Regions from separate parts of the Mus musculus genome. Here region 1 is linked to region 2. The links are chromatin contacts, called in public Hi-C maps. All regions are on one chromosome and are shown on one strand. Each heading gives the region's core, a stretch centred on a gene start, on an enhancer-like site or on the middle of the called end of the contact. The rest is flanking DNA. Distances are from core to core; before and after follow the strand shown.

Region 1 (3,803 bases), core at 265-2,764, 100 kb before region 2:
GGGGGGGGGAGGGTGTGGGGGACTTTTGGGATAGCATTGGAAATGTAATTGAAGAAAATATGTAAAAAAAAAAATGGGAAGCCATCTTTATAGTTACTTTGTCCAAATTGTCCAAAAGAGTACTAAGATATACAAAAATTGCACTGCCCTTAGTTACCATCCCATACTTTATGGAAGGTAAGGTTCTATTGTTAAAGGCACCATGGACTTCAGGCACAGGAACAAGAGGTCACTGATATAGAACATACATAAATTCTTCCTCCCTAAAGACTGTTTTTCTTGCTACCAGAGGCACAATGCAAAGTTCCAAAAGGAGGAAGCAACAGACAGTCCTACAGAGGTATGAAGCCTATAAATAATCACAACACGCAACATGGTACATTAGCCCTAGGAGTATAGTACTACGTGCATCCCTTATTGGTAGCCAATGACACTCTAATTGAATATAACACCTACACAAAAAGAGGGTACCTATTCCTGGTACTGTAACCCTAGCCAACTATTCAGGAATAGTGAAGTTATAGTTCATGTAAAGGAACCTATGGCCATCACTTTATAAATCAATACCATCCCTCATTACATTCTAAATTTTTGTACCCATGGCCAAAGATAAGTGTAGTCCGTGTCCCACATCAGGGAAACTTCTCATTACAGCAGATAGAAACCGTTACAAAAATGACAACCAATCAAAAGGCAGAGCTATAAAGCCCAGTCCTACTTGATAGATATATAAAACATATCTTGCACATAAGGCTTGAGGAGGTAGAAGTATTGGAAGAGCCTTCAAGAGGAGGTAGAAGTATTGGAAGAGCCAAATTAGAGTATCTGCTGTGAGCTAGTATCTCATATTACTATCAGAAGGTATATCCCAGAAAGTCTCACCCATATGACTGCATAACCTGGGTTGAACAAAGATAACAATATGAAACATACAGATGTAGATTGGGGGAAGCTCCCAAAGCTCCAGTTCTCCACAAAGATCTGTGGGCAACTAAGGAAATCCCAGAGTGGGAGAAGTGGTCATGCTCATGGAAGAACACATTAATTTTGTTCTCTGTGGCAAATAAACAGCTCTGAAAATATACCTACAAGTAATAATATACACAACGAGGTGTGTGTGTAACAAGAATCAATGATAAAAAGAAAGATCACCAATGTGCAGTCAAGTGTTCAACCACTCAACTATACTCTCAACACCATGGATTTGAGAAAGGATAGGGGAGTTATATGACAGAGTCTGGTGATAGAAAATGGAAGCAGAAATTATGTAATTACCTTTTAACTTCAAAAGAAAGAATGTAATACCATCATCCCCCATGGGTAGCTGGCTGGATTTAGATAGTACAGGGTGACAAGTACAGAGGAAATAGGTATAGTGATCTCAAAGGTCACTATGAAGTAAAATAAGTGATGGATTTAGAAAGTTCATTAAAACATATTGCTAGCTAACACATGACAAAAAGGAGTGAGGGGGATATCACTACATTCACACAGTTCACACGCTTCTGCTTCTGTGCTGAGAAGGCAAGGAAGTGTCTGGATCAAGCTGATCAGCTACTGGCCCAGAGAGCGGGGTAGAACAATCCTTTCAAAACGCAAAAAGATTCTAGCAAGGAGATTGCTTCATCAAATCCCTGAAGGGAAAAAAATCGGTATCTATACATAAAGAAATATCTTCCCAAATATTTCTGAACTTTTCTGGAGTACATTCGTGTTAGTTGATTGCAGCACATTTTAAGACTGTACATGCCGTCGTTGTTGATTTGTGGGGACTTTCATAATACATAACCGGAAAGTGAATAAGCAAAAGCTAGAGGGAAAGCCACAGGTCTGCGGTGAATTTGTCTTTCTCACTCATTTGCTATAAAATCAATCTAGTTTTTTAAAAAATTCTTTCCTGTTGTGTTAATTGCCTATTTGCTTATAGTAAAACCAGCCTGACAAAGGCTACCTATAGAAATAAGGATTGATTTGGGATTATAGTTCTATCAAACAGTTCAAAATGACAAAGATGAGATTGCATCAGGCAGCCAGAGAAGACAGCTCATTGACCAGCTAGAAGCTGAGAGAGGAAAACAGAAGCACATCAAAGCTATAATCTCCAATGAGTTCTTACTCCCACAAGGCTACTTCCTAAAGGTTTTGTATCCTCCATGGAACAGCAACTGGGGACCAAGTATTCCAATGCCTGAACCTATGTGGGAATTCTTTCCTCAAACTGCCTAACTTGTTAACTATAGAAAGTTATAATGCTGTCAAAGACTCTAATATCTGACACAGCTAAGATCCAGTAATTGATAGAATATGATTTTAATATTTAGAAAAATTTTATGATGCACCAGTAGGACTAGTTATGAAACTATAAAAAGCTAGCTGCCCCAATCCCAGAAAATGAAGCAATATTGCCATGTAATTAAAACACTCAAGAATTTAGAGTCCTTCATTTTCCTTGATAATTTACAACATCTTTATATTTTTCAATGACATGTGGCTTATGCTGCATGATTTTTAGCAAGAATAAAAGATGAATTGTGAGTCATCAGATACTGTTGGATATTTCTCTTATCATTTTGTTTGTTGGTGCTATTTCTACAAATACTTATATTTTTAAATTTTTATTTGATATTCTAGACCATGAACAAACATTTTTCAAAGTACGTTTCTGTTTAAATGCTCAGATAAAAAAACAAAACAAAAAACAACAACAACAAAAAAAAACTTCTCTGATGGCATCCTCTTAACGATTTTCCAGATGCAACACCAGTCTCTCTGCATGGGTCAAAATGTGCTCCCTATGCACACCTGCATATCTCAAGTAAAAAAGTTCTGTTAATTATAGGTTGGTTCTCTAGGTAAGCATTTTTCCTCACTGCAAGCATTTAAATCTATTTGCTCCAAAGGAAACAGGCTATCTTAAGGAGAAAATACATGCAGGTGACGAGAACCCTGATTGTATTAAATGATAGCTATTATAGATCTAAATGTAGTTTTATGATACTCTATGCCCATCACTTTTCAGAAACTTTTTCTGGTCTCTTTTGGTTTCTTGGTGCTTAAACTTTATGGGCTATAAGGTAATAACTACTTTTTGTGGCCCGTGAGTATACAACTGAGAACTTTGCAACAAAATACAGAGTAACAAGGGAAAATGCACAAGTTTAAAATATGTGACATACAGCATAGTAGCCCTTAGAAATGATGACTCAGAGAACTTAAGAAAAACTAATTTCGTGTTTAGGTTTGGTAACCAGTTTGGTAATCATGGGAAAACCTTGAGAAGTAAGTTTGAAGAGCCCAGGAGAAACTTAATCTAGACCAGTTTTTTTCAGATTATTTTATTTGTCATAAAATTTTAAAAATAAGGTATTTCTTCCTCTGGGAATAGCAAAGGTCCCTTCTGAATGAGGATCTCATGGCCTACTCCTTGAGAGACATATGACCATATGGCCTTATAGTTATATAGAACATATGGCCTTATAGTTATATAGAACATGTGTCCTTATAGTTTTATGTTCTGCTTCGGGAGGAGGTGAGTACTTCCTGTTTTTCATATTTTCTCAGTACTCCATTGACCACATGCCCAAACTTTATCACATCTGGCCCTGGTTCATTACTTTAAGATCTTAAGTGTGCCACAATTTTTCTATTGCCTTTGGTTAATCTCTTTAAGTTAAATCACACTTCCAGTCACCCACTCACAACACATTTTCTGGACAACAAAGAATGTCAATTGTGCCTTAATTCCAGTATCATCATTTTTCCTCTCCCATAATGCTGTCCAAACTCAATTTTCATTTGTCTGT
Region 2 (4,200 bases), core at 1,390-3,889:
ATTAAAAATAGATTTTCAATTGCATTGATACATATTTTCTAGACAGGTTCATTATTTTATCATTTCAATATCAGGATTGCTTTTTGGAAATATTTGTTAATTTTTATAGTAAACTTTGACTTGAATTTTTGCTTTTTTATAATATGACTGAATATTACTTATGTATTTGTCAGGGGAGTTTTGTACTTTCCTTATTCATATTATATCTATTCATTCTCTTTATGTATTTGTATTTATCATTATGGGCTACATGTTTTTAAAGTGCACTATGTATATGTACATGTACATGTATATGTTTATGTATATGAATTTAATCCAAGGAAGAGATTTTGAACTCAACTTGACAAATTGATATGTCAGATACAAATATATCATCTGAATTTTTATTTACCCACTGAATTTCTAACCAGTAGTCTTTCCTTAATCCATGTCATTGTGTACTTAAGCTAGTATATTTTAGAGTTAGTATAAAAGATACAAGGTAGGGCTGGTGAGATGGCTCAGTGGGTAAGAGCACCCGACTGCTCTTCCAAAGGTCCGGAGTTCAAATCCCAGCAACTACATGGTGGCTCACAACCATCCGTAATGAGATCTGACTCCCTCTTCTGGAGTGTCTGAAGACAGCTACAGTGTACTTACATAGAATAAATAAATAAATCTTAAAAAAAAAAAGATACAAGGTAAAAAAAATCTCTTGAATAAATCAGTTTTTTCTCTTATGTGAGAATAACCATTCATGGCATTAAAAATAGTTGCTGCAAGTCACAGTTTTTGAACCAGAATCTTGACATTATGAGGGAAAAAGTTCAAAGCATATCTAAGTCATTCAGAGTTCACCAAGCCCTTTGCATTTCCAATCTGACCCACATCATATTTATTGGCCATAATGACTGTGAATCACAACAAACTCAGGGACCTTCTGTAAAGGCAAACTATCCCCCATTAATAATGCAGCAGTTAACATTAAAGTACTGTCACCATGCTAGTTTATGGCATGATAAATATGTTAAAAATGCTTTGCAATACAACCACGGGAGTGTGCTTGGCCATAAGTATATTTTACAAACCAATGAAAAATGGGAATAAAATGGGGAGGGAGAGAGCTTTCTTTCATGGAGGTGAAACAGGAGAAAATGTCGTAATGTTAATGCAACATTCTACATGTTTTATGCGCATGGGGATGATTGCATGTGTGCATGATATGCATCTGTTGGATAAATATGTATCTGACCCTATGTATGTATGTGTGACTTAAGCCTTTATGTGCTATGTGTGAATGCACTTGAATGAAAACGTAAATGTTCCTGAACTTTCTGGTTTGCAGTTTAAGTAATAATAACGCAGTCAATAGGTGTAAGCTGTCTAGAAAGTATTTATAGTCAGGATATTTGTAGTCAATATTTGAGAAAAGAATACAGAGTCCAAAACCTTAATGTCCCTTATCATTACAAACCCATCAAGATCTCTATCTTTATGATGTCTATCTTTATGACAGTTGATATACTAATTTAATCAAGGTTTAGAACTCAGCTCATCCCAGCATCTATTTTTTGTACCATTTTACCCAGTCCCTTTCTCCAATTACCAAGATTAGAATTTGTTAAGGAAAGGATTACTTATGGCATTATTTTTATATTTCTTTTTTTTTTTTTTTTTTTTTTTTTGGTTTTTCAAGACAGGTTTCTCTGTATAGTCCTGGCTGTCCTGAAACTCACTTTGTAGACCAGGCTGGCCTCGAACTCAGAAATCCACCTGCCTCTGCCTCCTGAGTGCTGGAATTAAAGGCGTGTGCCACCACGCCCGGCTCTATTTTTATATTTCTTTTGCACTATATTTTTCTTTGTTTTACTTCAGAACTTCCTGAGCCTGTATAAATTGAAAAGCAAGCAATTTATAGAGCTGTGAGCAGAAGTCCAGCTGTCCCAATAGTCCCTCGGTACTTTTGCACATTTCAGTATGTTAAAGCATCATGAACAAGTGAGAGTAAACGCATAGAGAGAGTGGAACCAGAATACAATGCTCTTAGTATGTTTATGCTTTTAGGAACATTTTTCACTTTTCTTTTCCACTCCTCTTGGCTGTCAAGTGAAATCTTCTGTTGTTGTTTATTTTTTGAGACAGAATTTTAATTACAACATCTTCCTCTTGCATTTCCTTTCTACAAACCCTCCTGAATATACCTGTCTTCTCTTCTTCATATGATCTCATTTCTCATTAGCACATATGTATATTTGTTCATATGTTTACATGTATATAAACACACATTCGTATGTGTGTGTGTTTATGTGTGTGTGTCTGTGTGTGTATGTCTGTGTGTATGTCTGTGTGTGTTTGTGTGTTCCTAAATACAACTTGTGTCCATACAATGTTGTTGTTCTGTCCTTTGGGCAGTCATATTGGGAAGACTTTATCCACTTAGACTCTCTGTTATAGCTAAAACAAAAGCTATAGCATGGAATGTTAGGCAAGAAAGAAACAACTCCATAGCAAACTCTTGTCTATGTAGTGGTTCATGTAGTCTCCCATACTGTCTAATTTGACATGACAAAACTTTCATAAACCCATTGCATGCTGTATATCATTCATATTTCACATATGCATGCAATACCATGTTTCTTCATTGTGGTCACTGAGAGAAACTTACTGGCTTAAACCATAGCTCATGTTTTCAAGCCACAAGAAACCCGAAGCCTGACACCATGGAATCAGCAGAACAACATCTCCTTTGAAGGAAATGCCTCCTCTTTTTTATACATCGGCACTAGCATCTGCTCTCACCTGCACTTTTTATCTTAGCCATTCTAATTGGTGTGATATGGAATCTCAGGGTCATTTTTATTTGCATTTCCCTGATGACTAAATATTTTAAACATTTCTTTCCTTAAGTGCTTCTCAGCCATTTGAGATTCCTCAGTTGAGAATTCTCTGTTTAACTCTGTACCCCAGTTTTAATAGGGTTATTTGGTTCTCTGAAGTTTAGCTTCTTGAGTTCTTTGTATATTTTGCATATTGCCTGCTCTTGGCCAGCAGCTCTAGGCTGAGAGGAGAGAACTTGGTCCAGCCAAGTCTCTCCAGGGCTGAAACAGGATGGTGAATGTCACAGCTCAGATCTCCTGCAGACTGGAGAATAACCACCCTGAGCCAGAAGTCTGTCAAAGCAGGAACTTAATTGTATCAGTCTTTTGTTTATAGAGGGCTGAGAGAGGAGGTGGGAATTTTTTTGCTAAGGTGAGATGACATAGGGGAAGAGGAAGGACGAGGAAGGGTATGGGGTGACTGATAGAGCCAACAAAGTTACTCTATGTTAGCAGTAGCTAAGCAGAGACAGGCTTAAGCAGGTCATGCTGAGTCACTCCAGTACGGAAGTGACTGAGACAGTTTTCAAAACTCAAGCCAGGCTGGGGTTTGTCCTCAAGACCCAAACCAGGGCCAAATAGGGCCCAACAGCATATTATTCTTCTATTAGATGTAGAGTTGGTAAAGATGTTTCCCCAACATCTGTGGGATGTGGTTTTTGTCCTATTGACAGTGCCTTTGCCTTACAGAAGCTTTGCAGTTTTATTAGGTTCCATTTGTCAACTGTTGATCTTAGAGCACGAGCCATTGGTGGTTTCTTCAGATTTTTCTCTTTGTCAATGTATATGAGGCTGTTCCCCACTTTCTCTTCTATTTGATTCCGTGTATCTGGTTTTATGTGGAGGTCCTTGATCCACTTGGACTTGAGCTTTGTACAGTGCTTTCAATGCTTGCTGTGACTCTAGGTACTCATCTCTGCTCTAGTCCACCTCTTACAGAGATACTTGTGAGGTATCTTTACATTATGTGTAAAGCCCACCTAAATAACGGAATGGTTATCTCAAGTTCTCTAAATGAGTTTCATTTGCAAAGGCATTTTTTAAAAGAAGATACACAGATTCTGTAGGTTACGAGAAGGCCTCAATATTGTTTGAAGAGCCAAGATACAAGCCATTACAAGTACAAATCTATATTGAAGTATATTCTTACTTCAGTTTCATAGGAGTAGAGTCCACGTCTCAGCAATACTCCCCACCCTCCTGCCCAGTACCACAAGCACTTGTAAATCTAGCAGGATGGGAGAGAGTAGGGTGACACACACATTTCTGGCTCTCATCCCATGCCCTGACTGTACACTATTCTCTGGCAGCATCCACCATTCCTACAGTTACAGGAAAATCTCAG

What was found. Hi-C and Micro-C count contacts between places; a contact is called where the count stands out from the background.
Region 1: a contact with region 2 is called in a Hi-C map of granulocyte-monocyte progenitors, with 2.3 times the contacts expected there. The contact joins two enhancer-like sites. A contact is called at or near these places in 2 of 39 promoter capture datasets (the C10 cell line and the HPC-7 cell line), 8 of 484 Hi-C or Micro-C datasets (the C10 cell line, the HPC-7 cell line, LSK cells and 5 more) and 1 of 115 datasets of contacts at active chromatin or transcription factors (the HPC-7 cell line).

Annotation. Positions count from the first base shown.
Region 1 is chr1:95,571,077-95,574,879 of GRCm38.p6, reverse strand. No RefSeq gene overlaps it. Among named protein-coding and RNA genes, the nearest start is that of St8sia4, 95 kb to the left of the region's middle. Within about 2 kb of position 1,514, at least 53 of the 459 cell types and tissues checked have an H3K27ac peak or open chromatin away from gene starts, as enhancers often do. A contact at or near this core is called in the HPC-7 cell line, LSK cells, granulocyte-monocyte progenitors and 1 more, where this site is marked.
Region 2 is chr1:95,467,405-95,471,604 of GRCm38.p6, reverse strand. No RefSeq gene overlaps it. Among named protein-coding and RNA genes, the nearest start is that of Fam174a, 160 kb to the right of the region's middle. Within about 2 kb of position 2,639, at least 67 of the 459 cell types and tissues checked have an H3K27ac peak or open chromatin away from gene starts, as enhancers often do. A contact at or near this core is called in the HPC-7 cell line, LSK cells, granulocyte-monocyte progenitors and 1 more, where this site is marked.